Linked DNA regions of Mus musculus: region 1 is linked to region 2. Evidence: chromatin contacts called from public HiChIP or PLAC-seq data. All regions are on one chromosome and are shown on one strand. The core of a region is the stretch at or near the end of the contact, and the rest is flanking DNA. Distances in the headings are between cores, read along the strand shown. Region 1 overlaps Kdm2b (lysine (K)-specific demethylase 2B). Region 2 holds the start of Camkk2 (calcium/calmodulin-dependent protein kinase kinase 2, beta).

What was found. HiChIP or PLAC-seq counts read pairs in DNA pulled down with a chosen protein or histone mark.
Region 1: an H3K4me3 HiChIP or PLAC-seq map of bone marrow-derived macrophages shows a contact between it and region 2, with 4 times the contacts expected there. The contact joins the enhancer-like site here to the promoter of Camkk2 in region 2. A contact is called at or near these places in 6 of 39 promoter capture datasets (the 3T3-L1 cell line, the C10 cell line, the HPC-7 cell line and 3 more), 2 of 15 datasets of contacts at CTCF or cohesin (the NIH/3T3 cell line and large pre-B cells), 3 of 484 Hi-C or Micro-C datasets (B cells, bone marrow-derived macrophages and pre-hematopoietic stem cells), 7 of 115 datasets of contacts at active chromatin or transcription factors (the 230-238 cell line, bone marrow-derived macrophages, embryonic stem cells and 3 more) and 4 of 9 other capture datasets (adipose tissue, liver, macrophages and 1 more).

Annotation. Positions count from the first base shown.
Region 1 is chr5:122,883,369-122,886,202 of GRCm38.p6, reverse strand. Kdm2b (lysine (K)-specific demethylase 2B) reads left to right here. Exons shown (of 23, transcript NM_001003953.2): 14 at 2,741-2,834. Among named protein-coding and RNA genes, the nearest start is that of Rnf34, 35 kb to the right of the region's middle. Within about 2 kb of position 1,347, at least 27 of the 459 cell types and tissues checked have an H3K27ac peak or open chromatin away from gene starts, as enhancers often do. A contact at or near this core is called in the NIH/3T3 cell line, bone marrow-derived macrophages and trophoblast stem cells, where this site is marked.
Region 2 is chr5:122,777,991-122,780,741 of GRCm38.p6, reverse strand. It overlaps Camkk2 (calcium/calmodulin-dependent protein kinase kinase 2, beta), which reads left to right and starts at 1,332. Exons shown (of 17, transcript NM_001199676.1): 1 at 1,332-1,490.

The DNA of each region.
Region 1 (2,834 bases), core at 98-2,597, 110 kb before region 2:
TTGCATATGAAGCCACATGGAGACAGGGAGCCTAAAGGAGGGAGACTCCATAAGTACTGGAAAAGGGAGCAGGGCACATGGGTCACATAGGGTAAAGGTTAGAGGCTGAGGCAGGAGGATTGACAAAAGGGCATGAGGCCTGCCTGTTCTGAATGCAGCAATTGCCAAATCAGCCTGGGCTACAGATTGCAATACTTTGGGGGGAGGGGGCACGTTTAGCCAATTCAGGATGCCATGTGTCAGTAGGGAAAGCAAGGAGACACAGAGTCTCCTGCTAGCAAGGCTGTGAAGGGAGCTGCTTAGCTTGGCGCCTGCAGAGAGAACACAGCATACCACACAGGGTTCCTCTACCTTTCTACCTGTGCAGATAGTCATGGGTCACTTCCAGTGTGGCAAGGTCTAGGAGCTACTATGTCCCAAACCAGCAGTTTCCACAGACAGGTTCCTTAAAAGAGTGGGTTGGTTTTGAGACTCCCTGTTTTAGTCTCCCTGTAGAGCATCGGCTGGCCTGAACTCACTGAGACCCACCTGCCTCTGAGTGCTGGGATCCAAGGTGCCTGTTACCATATCCAGCCTCACAGAGACTCTTAAACTTACCTGTGGAACGGATGTATCCCGGATTATGTGGTCCTTGGGGAGCACTTTCGTTAAAACTGATGGTACTTCCCCTGTGTGGTAGGCACTAATTGGAGGAAGGCCAAAAATATAACTTGGCCCCTGGCCTTACTGCATATCATTTATAGCAATTTTCAAATAATGTGGTCTTAAGAAAAGTCTTATTTATCTAATGCTGTATTTGAGATTACAGTTGAGAAATAAAAAAATGGTTTAGGTTTATTTTGAAAGTAAATATGTTCACAAATGCTTTTATGAGAGCCAAGTCTGTTTTCAAAAACAAAAGTAACTAGCAAGGGGGAAGAATGGCCTTATTTCCTGGTTCTGTAACTCTCTTGTATCTGGCTCAGTAGGACTTGCGTTTTTATGTCTGCTTCTATATACCACCAGTTAGACATGTTGATTTGGATGGAAGCTGAGGAAAAATCCAGCCTCCCACAGATTGTTGAGCAAGGGGGAACAGGCTAAGAGCTTCTGTAGGTAAGCCTGGGTCCTTTGGAGTCATCAGAATCCCACAGGTGGTAGCTTCTTTTTATTTTATGTACTTACTGTGTTTTGGTTAGTTGGGGGTTTTTGTTGTTGTTGTTGTGTTGTTGTCATTGTGTGTGTGTGTGTTTCTAGCCCTAGTCCTGGAACTAGATCAGGCTAGCCTTGAATTCAGAGATCCGCTTGCCTCTTGCCTGCTGGGTGCTGGGATTAAAGTGTGAGTCACCACTGCCCTAGGGCAGCAGCTTAAAGTTAGTTGCAAGATTCTGAAATTGTAACTATCAGCTTTTCATATTGTGGCATTAAACGTTGTTAGTCTTGGCCTTGCTCCTGCAGTTATGTTTGTAACGTTACACACTGGTGTCACTGTAGACTGCAGTGCGCTCTAAGCACATGCACATAAATCACGTTCGATAGCATTGTTAGCACTCTGATAAGAAAGCCTGTTCCTGCCATGGAAGGAGTACAAGGTGAAGGAAAGTTTCATTAGCTCTTAGTCTTGGATTTTGTCTTGTCACGTGTACCAGTTGGCAAATTGTTGGTTTTTGTTTGTTTGTTTTATTTGTTTTTGTTTTGTTTAAAATGACACAATCAGGTCTTAAGACTTCAAGAAAATACAACAGCAGCTGCTGGGTTTTTGTTTTTCTACTTTTTCAAATAAAAAGTTATATTCTTGCCGGGCATGATGGCGCACACCTTTAGTCCCAGCACTTGGGAGGCAGAGGCAGGCAGATTTCTGAGTTCGAGGCCAGCCTGGTCTACAAAGTGAGTTCCAGGACAGCCAGGGCTACACAGAGAAACACTGACTCGAAAAACAAAGAACAAAAAAAGTTATATTCTAAGCTAGACATGTTAGCTCACACCAGTTTCTGTAAAAAGACTGAAGCAGGCAGGTCATGAGTTTCTAGATACTCTGGGCTACATTGTGAAGCCTTGTCTCTAGTAGAGAGAGAGAGAGAAGTTCTGTAGAGAACCTGGTGGTCAGTTGAGCACAAAACAGTCCCATGTATTTTTCCTGTGATAACAGTCCCTGGAATGGGGAAATATTGTGTGCATATTTCCTGTGTGGGAAGGATGTGTGCTCAAGGGTTGAGGTTTTTGTGAAGTTAATAATCAAAGACCTGAAGTAGAACTGGTGATCTTTTCTTTGGTATGCATGTGGTCCTGAGTGACTGACTGGTTGCCCGGATGATAGGGCCTGGCACCTCAGTGATGTCCCAACACTTTCACACACACACACACACACACACACACACACACACACACACACACTGCTTTGGTACTGTTCTGGCAGAATGCAAATCACGTCTTGCTCCTTCTGGAGGTGGGTGTGGCCTGAGTCCACTTGAGGTCTTGGGAATTGAAGCTGTGGACTGTGCTCTGATAATGTTAAGAAGAGCTTTAGTCCTCTATGGACACTTTTAGATTTGTTGATATAAACAGAATATGTTCTTTACTTTGTCTGCCTCATTCCTCTAAAAGATAAGCTCAGAGATTTTTATCTGTTTTGTTCATTGCTGTGTTCCTAGATCTTGCAGAGTACCTAACACTGGTAGTATATAAACAGGGAATAAATTCGCCTGGGCAGCTTTCCGACTGTCTTCACTCCCTGACGACATGTATGTTTTTGGGTCCTTAGCCAGTGCTGCCCCACACCGCCGTGTGCCTTGTGTGTGGCGAGGCAGGGAAGGAGGACACAGTGGAAGAGGAAGAAGGCAAGTTTAACCTCATGC
Region 2 (2,751 bases), core at 83-2,582:
GCCTCTGCACCCGTCCCTTACTGGAGAGAGGCTATTATCCACCCTCTAGGGAAGAAATGGGGAGAGTCATTAGACCCTCACCTGAGATTACAGTTGCTCCCGCCTCTCCTCCTGTGCAGACCTCCAACAGCACCTGGCCCCGGGAGATGCTAGAGAATATAAAGGGGTGGGTAAACGAAGGAGACACTCCTTCTGGCAGGTCACTGTCCATGCTGGAGATGAGTAAGCCCAATAAACCCATTGGTTCACCAAGCTGGGCTTGGATGTTTTTGATCTGTTGTCGGCGCCCTATTTTGGGTGAATAGGCATTTGTTCATGTCTCCTCAGGAAGTCAGTCAAGAGTGGGGCTTAAAAAGACACGCAAACTGTGCATGATACTGTCTCCTGCAGCTTGCTGTCTTACGCTACATGTTTTTGTTTTCCTTTTCCTGTGGGGGTACAAATAGATCTAACAGTCCTTTTAACTATTGTGTACTATTCCACTTCGTCTCGCTCCAGTTGCTACTACTAACAAATAAATGGAAGAGCGCTTAGCAGTATCAGAGGTGGTCATCTCATTAGAACGCTCATTGAGTTTATTTGTCCGGTCCTGGGGACTGTTTGTGAGTGCCCAGCCTAGAAATATGGCAATAATTTATTGAGGGCTGAAAATCGACCCAGTTGACAAAGAGCTTTGAATTCTTAGTGAATTTGACATCTCAACCCTTTGGCTGCCGGCAGAAACATGCATGCAGACAGCCACTGGTGAACATCCGAGTCTGAGTTCACCGGCCCCCCACATCCAAGGCCACCGGGTGAGCGAGCCCTTGAAATACCCTTTTTTTTCTCCGTTGTTACCCAACTGGGAGACTAAATATTTTAAGGCTCCAGCAAAGTAAACCGTCAAAAAGGGGAAGAATGTTTGGTCAGTCTTGTGGAGAGACCTAGAACTTCGCTGGGCTGTTCAGAGTGAGTGATGCATTTTAGGGCGAGCCTGCAGCAGTGGTCAGAGGGGTGGTGGCTGCGGAAGGGTTTCCCCATAATGGGCGTTGCCCCGAAATCCAGGGAGGGAACCGCCAGACGGCTCCTGGGTTTTCCCCCGTCGCCTTTGGGGGAACTTCTCCACGCTCAGGGACAAAGCGGCGTGGAGCATCTCGCAGGAACCGAGACCCACTCCCAAACTTGCGGCCTGTTCGCCCCTGCGCGAGTCGGGCCTCGCTTCCTGTCGCCTCCTTCCCCCCACCCCCCCTCCCGCCTCCACCTCCGCCCCGCCGCTACTTAAGTCTCCGCGGGACCCGGCGCGCGCGGCCGAGGCTGCGGCGGGCACGCGCGCTCCACGCCGGGTCCTTGGCCAATCAGCAAGGAGCCCGAGGCGCCGCCGCGCCGCGCGCGAGCCGAAGCCCGGGCGGCTCCTCCCGTGGAGAGCCGAACCGGACCGAGCCGAGCCGAGCCAAGCCGAGCCAAGCCGAGCCGGGGGCGCAGAGCGCGGGAGGCGGCGGCGCGGAGCCCAGGTGAGCTGGCCCGAGGCGGGCCGGGCTGAGTCGGGGGTGGGTGGGGGAGGGACGCAACCTCCCCGTGGGTCTTTGGGTCCCGGACGCGCGCGGGAGCCGGCAGACACAGCCCAGAGGCGGGCCCCGAGGGGACCCCACGTGCGCCGCCCCGCGCCCCGCCACGTGGAGGGCTGCGCCCCCTTTCCCCCTGGCCTCCGGAGCCGGGCGGCGCTTGGGGTCCGGCGGCAGGAGCCGGCCAGGAGTTCCGCACCAAGGTCCGCCGGCCAGGGCGGTCCCGGATCCCAGCGATGGCCTAGGCCACCCCTGGCGCTTGACAGGTGCGGAACCTGAGCGCGCGGGAGCGTCCCACCTCCGCAGGCTGCCAGGCACGGGGAGGACCCTGGTCCTAGGGGCTTGGACCCGAGTCTGCCCTCTGATCACCCCGACCTCACAGGCCGACTTGATCCTTTTGACCTAAATTTACCTCTGGGCTGCAGCGCGCGATGCATAAAGAGTGCCTGCCGGCTCCCTCTGGCACAGCCCTGGGGTGGTGGTGCCCCGCTATCACCGGGGCTATGCCAGGGTTCTCCCCACCCCCTGAATGCCCAGTTTGGGAAACGGGGTGTTTTCACAGCTCTGTCAGCCTCCTCCCCGGCTGCTCTCACTTGGAGATGAAGAGGTGGCACTTTGCAGGGGGATGGAGCAGGGGGTGGAGGACATCTCAGGTGCCATGGGCAAACAGCCTCCTGATCTGGGGGTGGGTGGGTCATGCTCCGCATTCATTACCCTAGATGCAACTTTTACCTTCCTCAACCTCCTCTGTGATGTTCCCCCAGTCCTGGAGTAGAAACTTCAGGTGCCCTGGGGCATTAATGATGTCTTTTACTCCTCCTCCTGACTCTGCCCCCACAGGACCTAGAGGAGGATTGCTCTGCCTCCCCACAGCTCCTTTGTTCTTTGGAAGTGGCAGGGGCTGCCGCTGTTCCCAAACCCACAGAAACTGCGGTTTCAGAATAGATCGTGCTATCAGTGTACAGAAGCAGCTTCAGTTTGCCCGATCCCCCTCCTTGTACACTCTACTGCTGTACACTTCATCAAAAATGTCATATGCCGGGCCATGGTGGCATACACTTTTAATCCCAGCACTCGGGAGGCAGAGGCAGGTGCATTTCTGAGTTCGAGGCCACCCTGGTCTACAAAGTGAGTTCCAGGACAGCCAGGGCTACACAGAGAAAGCCTGTCTCGAAAAACCACAAAACAAAACAAAACACAAAAACAAAAG